Regions from separate parts of the Gossypium hirsutum genome. Here region 2 is linked to region 1. A link is a contact called in public Hi-C data. All regions are on one chromosome and are shown on one strand. Each heading gives the region's core, a stretch centred on a gene start, on an enhancer-like site or on the middle of the called end of the contact. The rest is flanking DNA. Distances are from core to core; before and after follow the strand shown.

Evidence for each region. A called contact is a pair of places that touch in the nucleus more often than the background predicts.
Region 2: a Hi-C map of leaf shows a contact between it and region 1, with 3 times the contacts expected there. The contact joins two enhancer-like sites. A contact is called at or near these places in 13 of 34 Hi-C or Micro-C datasets (anther, callus, fibers and 2 more).

Annotation. Positions count from the first base shown.
Region 1 is chrA11:64,798,317-64,804,064 of Gossypium_hirsutum_v2.1, reverse strand. It overlaps LOC107900119 (a long non-coding RNA gene), which reads right to left. Exons shown (of 3, transcript XR_005905099.1): 2 at 5,074-5,445; 3 at 4,469-4,998. Among protein-coding and RNA genes, the nearest start is that of LOC107900119, 7.2 kb to the right of the region's middle. Within about 2 kb of position 2,879, at least 3 of the 9 cell types and tissues checked have an H3K27ac peak or open chromatin away from gene starts, as enhancers often do. A contact at or near this core is called in leaf, where this site is marked.
Region 2 is chrA11:64,875,222-64,880,446 of Gossypium_hirsutum_v2.1, reverse strand. LOC107900126 (a long non-coding RNA gene) reads left to right here. Exons shown (of 7, transcript XR_001684824.2): 5 at 1,197-1,261; 6 at 1,350-1,720; 7 at 1,825-2,055. Among protein-coding and RNA genes, the nearest start is that of LOC107900126, 6.3 kb to the left of the region's middle. Within about 2 kb of position 1,551, at least 6 of the 9 cell types and tissues checked have an H3K27ac peak or open chromatin away from gene starts, as enhancers often do. A contact at or near this core is called in leaf, where this site is marked.

The sequences.
Region 1 (5,748 bases), core at 1,630-4,129:
ATATTAAATAGGAAACGACTATTTTATTATGTATATATATTATTTAATACTTACTTGTGCTTTCGATCATTGGTCTAATAGAAGCCGTATATCTTCAAGAGTGGTAAGTATTCTGACATAACTCGTCGAATGGTTCCACCTAATTAAATAAATTTTTAGCATACAATTATATTCTAAATCTACATAATAATTGTAAAATCTAATATAAAATTCACCTCGTTATGAATGGAAATGTGTATAGGTGGTCCACTCGAGTAGGGGTGTGCAAATTATGGTAAAACCGAAAAAATTTGGTTAATCGACCGAATTCAGTTAATCGGTCGGTTAACCAAATTAATTCGGTCGGTGGTCAGTTAATAATTTTTTGAGTTTTCGGTTGACGGTTAATTCGGTTTGAAACTGGTCGGTTAACCGAATATTTTCGGTTAACCGAAAATATTAATAAATAAATTTATAATATATAAATAATCCACTATTTATTCAAACTCAATTCAACATAAACCCAAATACCCAATCTAATATATATTAACCCAAGTACCCAACCCAACCTAATCATAAAAATTACAAATAATGTAATAAATAAAAATAAAAATCTAAAAATAAAAATAAAAATATAAAAAATATAATTTTATACAAATAATTCGGTTAATTCGGTTAATTCAGGTAATTCGGGTAATTCGGTTAATTCGGTTAATTTTATACTTATTTTAACCAAAAATAAAAAATATATATTTTTCGATTAATTCGGTTAATCGACCGAATTAACCGAAAAATTTCGGTTCGGTTAGCGGTTAAAAATTTTAAAGGGTCGGTTAATTCGGTTAATGTTATTTCGGGTCGGTTAACCAGTCGGTTAACCGATTGAATAGCCCTACACTCGAGGATGTAAATGGAAAGCGAAACCGTGCCCATGATTTGCAGTAGTGATAGGCAACCTCCTATTTTGGCTTTGTTCAGTCGCGCCCCGCACGTTTCCTTGTACAATGTTGCTAACACGGTAGACCCCCAACTCAATTCACCGGCTGCTCTAAAATCTACGAGTTTCAGCAGCCATCTCAGATGTACGAGGTTTCGTGGCAAGTCCGGCATTAGATAACCTCCAATCATCTCAAGAATGTATGCCTGAGCATATCGTATTTTTTCGAGTTCAGTCGAATCATTATCTGGCTCCGGGAATGTATCTCGTAACCAGCCCATCTCGATCTGACCTCCGTTAATATTATATGGTATAGCACCCAAAAGCTCGTAGCATACGGCTCCCCAAACAGTAGATGATGCAGACTCGGTGACTGTGTACCCATCCACCGGTAATCCCAATTGCAAATGCACATCTTCCAGAGTGATAGTACACTCTCCGCATGGAAGATAAAAAGTGTGCGTCTCGAGTCTCCACCTCTCTATCAACGCACTGATTAGTTTCGGGTCCAACTTGCACCCCTGACCTATCGTGGCCACGTGCCAAAATCCTGCTTCTCGCAAGTAATTTTCGATTAACGGCGGTGGAGGACCAAACATATTATGGATGTAGCATTGCAACACACAATCTATAGACTATTATAAAAGTTTTAAAAACAAAAATTAATTAAAATTGCATAAATTAATTAATGCAAACATCATAAATGAAAAACAATTCAAGTAGTATTAAAATTTTAATTATAATTGCATATATGAATAAAATATCAAATAGTATTGCAAATTATATTTAAATTTGCATAAATTAAAAAATATCGAATAGTATTGAAAAATTAAAATTATCACTTACCATTGTCATTTGATCAACGGAGATGTGCTTATTATCGAGACGGATTAATTCTCCAGCCATTGCTAACACAATTAGATTTTTTTAATTTAAAAAAATTAAATTCAAAAAAATTTAAACAAAGAAATTTGATAGAATATTGAAAATTTTCAATGAAATTTGATAGATTTTTGAAGGGAATGTTGAGAATTATGAGAGAATTATGTGAAAAATAAATGAAGGGAAAGAAATTTTGAGAGAATTATAGAAATTGTAAGAGATTTGAGTGAAAAAATAATTTGTGGACACTAAAGCGCGCTGACGTCAGAGCGCTTTCGGGGAAAACGGCCTAATCCAATAAATAACCCAATAAATGGTCCAATTCTGTTATTAATGTTTAAAAACGGGCATTTTGGATAAAATGGCCCAAATTTTAGATACATATTTTAAAATAAAATTTGCGACAACACATAGCTACTTAAAATCGCGATTTACAATTGGAAATATAGAAAGAAAATATGGATGTTATAGTTTTTGTTTATAATTTTTATTTTTTAAATAAATAAATTTTCTTATCCAGTATTAAATTCACAAATAATTAATCAATGGGTCAGATTCATCAAAATTTTAGGCTCTTTTGTTAGATATGAGTCCGGCTTGAAAAATGAGCTTAAAATTTTATCTAAAACCAATTCGAATAAAAATATTAAAGCTGAACTCGACCTGGCTTGGTTGTATTAATTTTTATTATATTAATTTTTATATATTTTTTTAAAAAATTATGATACATTAAAAATCTTAAAAATATTAAAATAAATATTTCTCAACAAATTCGAAAATAAATTAAAAATATTTAAATAATATTAAGATATATGCAACTTAACAAGCAAATGTCTCTAAAAATAATAATAAAATTAACAATAAAATAAGAGTTATACAATAACAATAAAATAATAACAATCTAATAATGAAATGATAGTAAAATAAAAAAAATAACAAGAAAATAATATATTTAAGTTTAAATTTTTAGCCAATCCTTCTTCCCACTTTTTGAATGGAACCGACCAAGTCTACTCACAGCTTTGGGCTGTAGTGGGGAAAGTGAAAACCATATTCCATAACCCAAAAATTAAAGAAAAATGAAAGTTAGAGCATACCACGTCTATGAAGGTGGACCAACGCCATTTCTCTCTCCAATCCTTATCCTACACCATAGGATGAACTTTTATCTAAAGGGTTATAGCGTGAACCTCCACTTTCTTAATGTGGCCTTGCTCCCCTTTTTTGAAGGCTAAATAAATATATTAAAAAATAAATCTTTTAAATTTATTAATTTAAAGATATATTCATAATGTAAAATTTTGTACATAAACTTTAATTTTGTATATTTTTATACATAAAATTTTTATTTGATTATTTCTCATAAATTATTAATATAATTATTGATATAATATCATTTTATATTTATATATACATTAATATACAAATAATTATATATTTAATATCAAAATAATTTAATGTATTTATTTCTTAAAATGTGTATGATTGAATTAAAATTAAAATTTTATATATACATTTGAACCACAATTAAAATTTTATATGTATAATTACATCAAATCAAAATTCATGTATAATTTTAAAAATTTCCATTAATTTAATTAAAAACAAACCTTGTATTATACCAATTTATATATTTTTTTTTTATTTTTATTTTGCGTTTTACTTAAGTCCTTTATTTGTTTTCAACTAAATTCTTAACCTTAATTTTTACCCTTGAATAATCATATTTCATTTTGAATATATAATTACTTTTAAGTAGCGTAAAAAAAAGATGAAGAAATTAATTGAAAATAAAATGTTTGGGGATCATTTTAAGTACCTTAAATCTAGTTGATGAGGGAACATTATTGGACAAGCAGCCCGATGATGCATGTGAGCCGAAGCGAAGGCCCGAAGCCTCTTTGTGGACGGAAATTAACAGCACGTTCGGTTGGAAAAATGAAATAAGATTGTAATAAAACAAAATTTTAATTAGTAATTCAGTTTTTGTTGAATAGAATGAAATAGAGTTGTAATAGTATTTTTATGTTTAGTTAAATGGAATAGATGTTGTAATAGTATAAGGAAAAATATTTAAAATACCAAAATACCCTTAATAGAATTTTTTTAGGTAAATGATTATTGTTATTGTTATTAAATTTTAATAAGAATATTGTTAAATATAATTTAATAATAATAAATAATTTAATCATATTTAACATAATTTTTATTAAATACAATTTGATAAAATAATATATAATTTAATAACATTATTAATATAATTATTATTAAAATATGAATTAATAATTAAGTTCCTTTATTATTTTTAAATTGTAATGCATATTTAATGTGCTAAAATATCATTAACGAAACAAATAATTTAATCATCTTCTAAACTAAAAAGCAAAAGATTAGATCTAATAAATAGTTGAGAATTATATTTTACATCCAAACATAATGTTCATACATTAGCAAAAAGTTACATAATGTCATTAACTTATATGTCATAATCTATATGTTAAATTTCACAACACCAAAAAGTTACACTAGTATGGCTTTCTACTAATTGCATCTTGCCATCCAAATATTACATATAAAAAAAGTTATCAAAACATCACCAACACAACCATGATTTTTAATGGTCAGAAAGAAATCTTCTCACTTATTCCAATTGTACTGAAGAAGGGAGACTGAAAAAAAAATAAGCATTTGCATTGAATGGTCAAGAATTTTGCTCAATGCACGATAGCACTCATTCTTAATTAATCTTTCTACTTCGTATAAGATCGGATATAATTTTTGAGCACTTTCTTGAATCACTTTCTCAGAGGCAATGCTCCTACTTAATTGAAGGCCAACAATCCTTATGTTTTCCCCTAATAGAATGGTAGCATCAGTAATTGAAGTAGAAATTTATTCACTTCTATCAGAAATCTTTTTTTGCTTCTTTGAAGATGTGGAACCATCTTGGTTTGGCTTCGGCAATTGCGGTTGTGTAGCTGAGACATCCATCTCATCTAAGAGAACATCATCTTCGCATCCACGATAATAGTTTCCTTCTTCAAGATTATTTGCAGTAGCTCCTCAACATTTATTTCTTCAACAATATCTGCAGCTGATTAAGCATATTTCCTAGTGGCTCGATCTTTTGCATATATGGAAGTAAGTTGGTCATAATATGGGAAACAACGATGTCTGAATTGACTAGCTGCTTTATGACTCTATTAAAAAAATGAATCCACATTAGAAATAAGTTTGGTTAAAATAAGATAATAAAGATAAGAAATAATTCTTACACTTATATATGAGTTCCTCACAGCATCTTCAGCAACAACCATCTATCTATGCTCGTCCAAACCAAAGCCACTATGGTCTTTTTCATTGAGTATGTTGTAAACAATTGTCCAATCCCTTTTCAATGTCCTAACCTTCGATTTAAGATTAGGCTTAGACTTTAACATAGCATGAGGTAAAAATTTTTCTAACATTTTTTTCAGCTCATTTAAATAGCCAGCCTTGAATCCCATATCTGCGTTATAGGTTCCAACGTTGTACAAGTTGACCATATAAGCAACCAACGCATCATCTTCTTTTGAAACCCATTTCCTTTTGGTTCCTCAAGAATTTTGGGAAGAAGCACTTGATTGTGAAAAACCTGACATAACTATCTTAAGAAAAAAAGGCAAATTAAAATTAAGTTCGATATTATAAATTAGAAGTTTGACACTTTATAAAATTATAACACATGGCAAATCAAAAGAAAATAAATTAAAGTTATAATTCAACAAGTTTAGTACAATACATAAACACAATTCAAACAACACTGAAGTTTTGTGAACTAGATACATGAAATAACATAAACAACTTAACCTTCTACTATGTTTTCATAAACCTAATTAATTTCTATATGCTTGTCATTCATAGAACATTTGATCGGCTAGTTCCATCCTCTAAGTAGCCTATGTATCTAA
Region 2 (5,225 bases), core at 302-2,801, 78 kb before region 1:
AGCATTATTTGCCACTCCCCGGTCTAGCCATTCTCGAATATTTGTGGTCTGGAAGTTGCCCCTCTCCCATGTATCCTTCTGTCCCGTATAACCCAAATCGACTAATTCATAATCTGTTAAGGCCTTTCGAAAAGCCTCCATCTGCCTTTCATTTCTTGTTGCGCCTCCCGTTTTTTTATGAGCATACATAATCTCGTTGAAATCACCACATATACACCATGCTTCTGAATTTGTTTCTTGTAGCCTTCGAAGAAGATTCTAAGAGTCCTGCCTATCTGAGACTTGTGGATTCCCATAAAATCCAGTGAACCTCCATTTGTTTGAGTTATCTTCATCAATAACTTCAACATCAACATGAGATTCTGAATAGCCAAGTGATTTTCGTTCCATGCAAGGCAAATTCTACCACGTGTACCCGTTGCTGATATATCTATCCCGTTCTGAAAACCACATTTTCTCCTAACTCATTCCATGCGTCTATGATCCAATTTTGTCTCCATTATGAAGACCAGTTGGGGTTTGTAGAGTTTCAACATATGTTGAAATCTCCTACTAGCCTGGGGATTCCCCAGTCTCCAGACATTCCAGCTTAGGAGTTTCATGGCTTCCAGTCGGCTTGCCCATTGGCAGCCGCCGATATAACTTGTGTTAGTTCTGAACTAACGTGGGAAACAGCCTGCTTACAATCAAAATTGGCATAACTATCCTCCCTATCCTTATTTTCCTTTACTTTTTTAACAGGACTTTCATTAGTGAGATATGTCGCATTCTCAACTAGGCTTTCATGATTAAACTTGCGTTTATCCAAGATCCTTTCTGACATATTTGCATCAAAGTTCTTCTTGTCCAATCTACGCCAGCTGCTTCTGTGGTATCTCGGTTGTTGTGTTGCTTCCCATTCTTCATAATTTTTTATCTCCACTTCATCTATCTGATTTTCTGCCATGCTACTTTGGTTTTTCTGTAACTTTTCCTCCACATTGGTCATACCCTTTCCAAGACTTTCAATACCATCATTAAATTTGTTATTTCCCCCCCGGTCTTCTGCGTCCAGAACATTTGGGTCTTTTTTTGAAATTTTTGCCATCATCATATCTATCTGTCTTCGGCATCAATAATTCTGTACTGCACTTACCGTTACTATCTGGTTCTTCCATGCCTGTATAGTTACACTGTATCATTGTTTTCTTTTTCAGGGATCCGAGCCATATGCTTTCTTTTCCTTTGATAGAAGATTCAGCTTTAAGCGCTATTGAATAAGGTAAATCATCTTCTGTCTTTACTCTTTCTTCAAATGAAATACTCGTACAATCTTTAACCCCATGCCTTGCCGACCACACCCAAAACAGAACGTTGGTAGTGATTCGTATTTGAAAGGAAGCCAGGTTCTTCCTTGATTGTTTGGAGAGACAAACAGACCTTTCTGTAGTGGTTTCTGCACATCTAAATTGACCTTAAGGCGACAAAAGTCCTCTTTAATCTCTGATCGTATCACACCCCCAAACGTGGATCCCACCGCATGCATTAGGTTCTTTTTGTCACATTCTGGAGGACTTGGCCCTATTTTTATCCAAAAAGGGGGAAAGAATCAGTCAATCTTGCCTCGCTCCAGTGGTTCCGTTATTCGGTCAAGAATTACTAGTTGTTTCCAAAAAAGCCATGGTCGCCCTTCCATGACACGCTCTAAATCATCCTCATCTTCAAAAATTATTGAAAACAGGTTCTGCCCCACAATATTAATCTCGAATTTCTTTCTAGTTTTCCATACACTCCTTAATTGTGCTCTCAAACTATCTGGGTTATATGATTTCTTTGTCCAAACAGTGTAGATCAGCGTTGGATTTTCTGCCGGAGTTACTAGCGAACTCTTTACTGTTAACTGGATCAGTTCTTCTTCAAAAAGAGCTAATTCATTTTCTGCTTCCATACCCTCAAGTCACCACTCGTCCGCTGCCAAAGCACAGTAACCGTTGTTTCTTTGGGATGCTCAGAGAGCACTCTTGACTTTTTAGGGTTGTTAATTAGTAAAAATAACAAAATATTATTATACACTCATCTATATCTATTAATTTCAATATAAAACCCCATCCTTCATTTAAAAAAATAAAATATATTAAGATGATATAAAAAATATAATTTTTAGGCACCAATAAAATAGTGCCACATTATTAAATTTTAAAAATAACAAAATATTATTATTGCAGTATTTTATATTAATTAAATCTTTATATCTGTGGTTTTGTGTTTTACTATTATGTTTAAGGTCTGAAATTCGAATTGTATTGTTAAAAGTTTTATTATTTTAAAACAACCCCATCCATGCATTACATAGTTAAATGTAATTCTATGTAAATTTATATTAAGAATGAGTTTGTTGGTTCACTATTTAAGTCTCTGTATTTTGTTTGGCCCCGTGTTCGAGCCCCATCGTATGTGTTAGGAAATATTTTGCTTCTTGTCGAAAAATTTACTAGTGGCTGAGACAAAATATTTTAAATGTTTCTTTTTTTTTTCCCTTTCTTTTCCCCTTTACATTTTTGCTTCTTTCCCTTCTCTTTTTCTTTTTCCTCTTCTTTCGCTTTTTGTTTTTAAATCGTTTGAGCGTGTTGTTGTCGATCGTTGGACTTCTCATTCTAATCTATTGTACGGGTCGGGTAAGTATGTCTTCTGTGATGTCAATTGTGTCAATTTGTTAAAAGTTCTAAGAAATGACGGTGTTGTATCGTTGATAGTTTGCGCTAATGGATAATTTCTCGTGGTTAAACAATGTTGGTTCTTTATTTTAGGAATAGGTGTTGGAAGTAACAAATCTCGGCAGGTTAATTCGAGTAATTGCAGTTAATCTTTTGTTAAGTGTCAATTTCGTTGAAGATTTTATGTCGAAGTTTTTGACATAAGTTTCTGTGTATAATTGTGCTTCATTGTCGTTAAATTCAGTTGATTGAATGATTGAATGGTTGTTTTAGGCTTCAAAGACTCTCTATGTTGTTTTCGCTACACAATCTCTTTAGGTGCGTACCAAAAACCCCTGTTTTTGCAAATTTCAAACACTGGAAAATGTGGCTGTCAACGTCACACAGCCAGAGACGTAGGCGTGCGACCAGGCCATATGGTTGGCTATGTAACTCACTGATCATCGAATTTGAGCCACACAGGCAAAGGACACAGGCATGTGTTCAGGCAGTGTGTGACCATGTTATTGCATGGTTCACAAGGTTAAGGACATGAGTGTGTGTCCAGGCCGTGTAACTCACTGTTTATGATTTAGGATCACACAAGTAGATAACATGGGTGTGTACCCAAGTCGTTTGAGCCACACGGGTAAGGACATAGGCGTGTGCCCAGGTCGTGTAACTCACTGTCTACGATTTAGACCCACATGGGTAGATGACATTGGCGTGTGCTAGGTTGTGTAAGACACACGGGCAAGGATATGGACATGTGTCCTAGTCGTGTGACTCATTGTTTATGATTTAGAATCATATGGGCAGATGACATGGGCATGTACCCATGCCGTGTATGTAACACCCCTAACCCGTATTCGTGCCAGAGTAGGGTTACGAGGTATTACTGATCAATTCACAACATATAGCATACATTTATCAAACATAAAGCATTCATTCTCATAAATCATTCAACACAATCACATTGTCCCTTATAAGGGCCTACGAGGCCTTAAACATTCTTTAGAAGTAGTTTGGGACTAAACCGATAACATATGAAAATTTTGAAAACTTAGAAAAATTTCAACCATACAGGGGTCACATGCCCGTGTCTTAGGTAGTATGGAAATAGGGCATACATACTGACTTGTATCACACAGTCGAGGACACGTCCGTGTGCCAGGCCATGTGAAAATTAGAGGGTATACTGACTTGGGTTGTAACATCTCAAAATTGGGTCTAGTCGGAACAGTGGTTTCAGGACCACAAATTCGATGTCAAAATATTTAATTTATAATTATTATGAGGCCCAGAATATGAAAGTAAGCATGTGTTAAAGTTTCATGAAGAAATTCTTAGTGTAAGGTGTCCAATTGAAAATTAGGGACCAAATTGAATAAATTGCAAAACTTGGATTTTAAAAGCAATTTCCATGAAATTGCTTTAGATTATTAATTAGAAGGTCATAAAGAGTAATTTACTCAATTTCTAAATTTTTGGAAAAAAAAAATGGGCATGCATGAAAAATTTTGGAAGTTTAGTAAGGAAGGGCATTTTGGTCATTTGGTAATAAAATCAATAAAAAGGGGAAATGAAGGAAAAAATCAGCCATTCTTCTCTCCAAGGGACACCATAGCTAGGGTTTCTTCACTTTCCAAGCTCAATAGTTAAGTGACTTCTAGCCCCGTTTTTAATGTTCTTTGTATTTTTGAGATCTTTGAAACATGTTTTCTTCATTTCTACCCATATTTTAAGTTAGGGTTCATGTATGCAAAATGACTAAGTTGTAAAATTTTTAAATGTTAGGGGCAAAATAGTCATTTTGCCTGGGGTGAATTTTAGGTTCAAAATAAATAGCATGAGGTATTAATAATTTATTTTTACTGATATAGACCCTGAGGAACCGATTTCGAAGATCGATCGTGGAAAACGAAAGGTTTCGGAATAACTGTAATACGAAACCTAAGCAATTACCAAGTAAGTTCGTGTAACTCGAATGTAAACTATTTTTAAATACATTAAAGATGTATGTACATGTATGAATTATAATAGTAATATTTATTGTATGACAACTCATGAATTATTAATGTTCCCGGTTGAATAAAAAGGCTGTCTGATGGATTACTCGAAAATGAAATAATGGTATAAAGGATCTAGCCCGGATGGGTGATCCTATAGTGATCTAGCATCTTGAAGAATATGTGTGCTTTGACGGATTTAGCTCGGACGGGTGATCCGAATAGGATCTAAATTTAGCCTGGACTGATAATCCCGCCATAAAAGTGAGGTTCACGGGAGTGCGTATTTAAAGGATCACTTGCATGATTTGATGGTAAACGAGATATCCATCGAGATTCCAAGAAATTTGACGAGATTATAATGTTAAATGGGAATAGACATGTTTGAATTGATGAGCTCATCTATGAAGGATGTTACATTGTACTGGCATGAGATTAACTTGATGGTTGAGTACATGTGATAGGAAATTTTACTATGAATGTTTGGCCTGAATATCTCATATGGTTGCATGCTAAATAATCGGTAAGTTTACTTTCCCCTTAT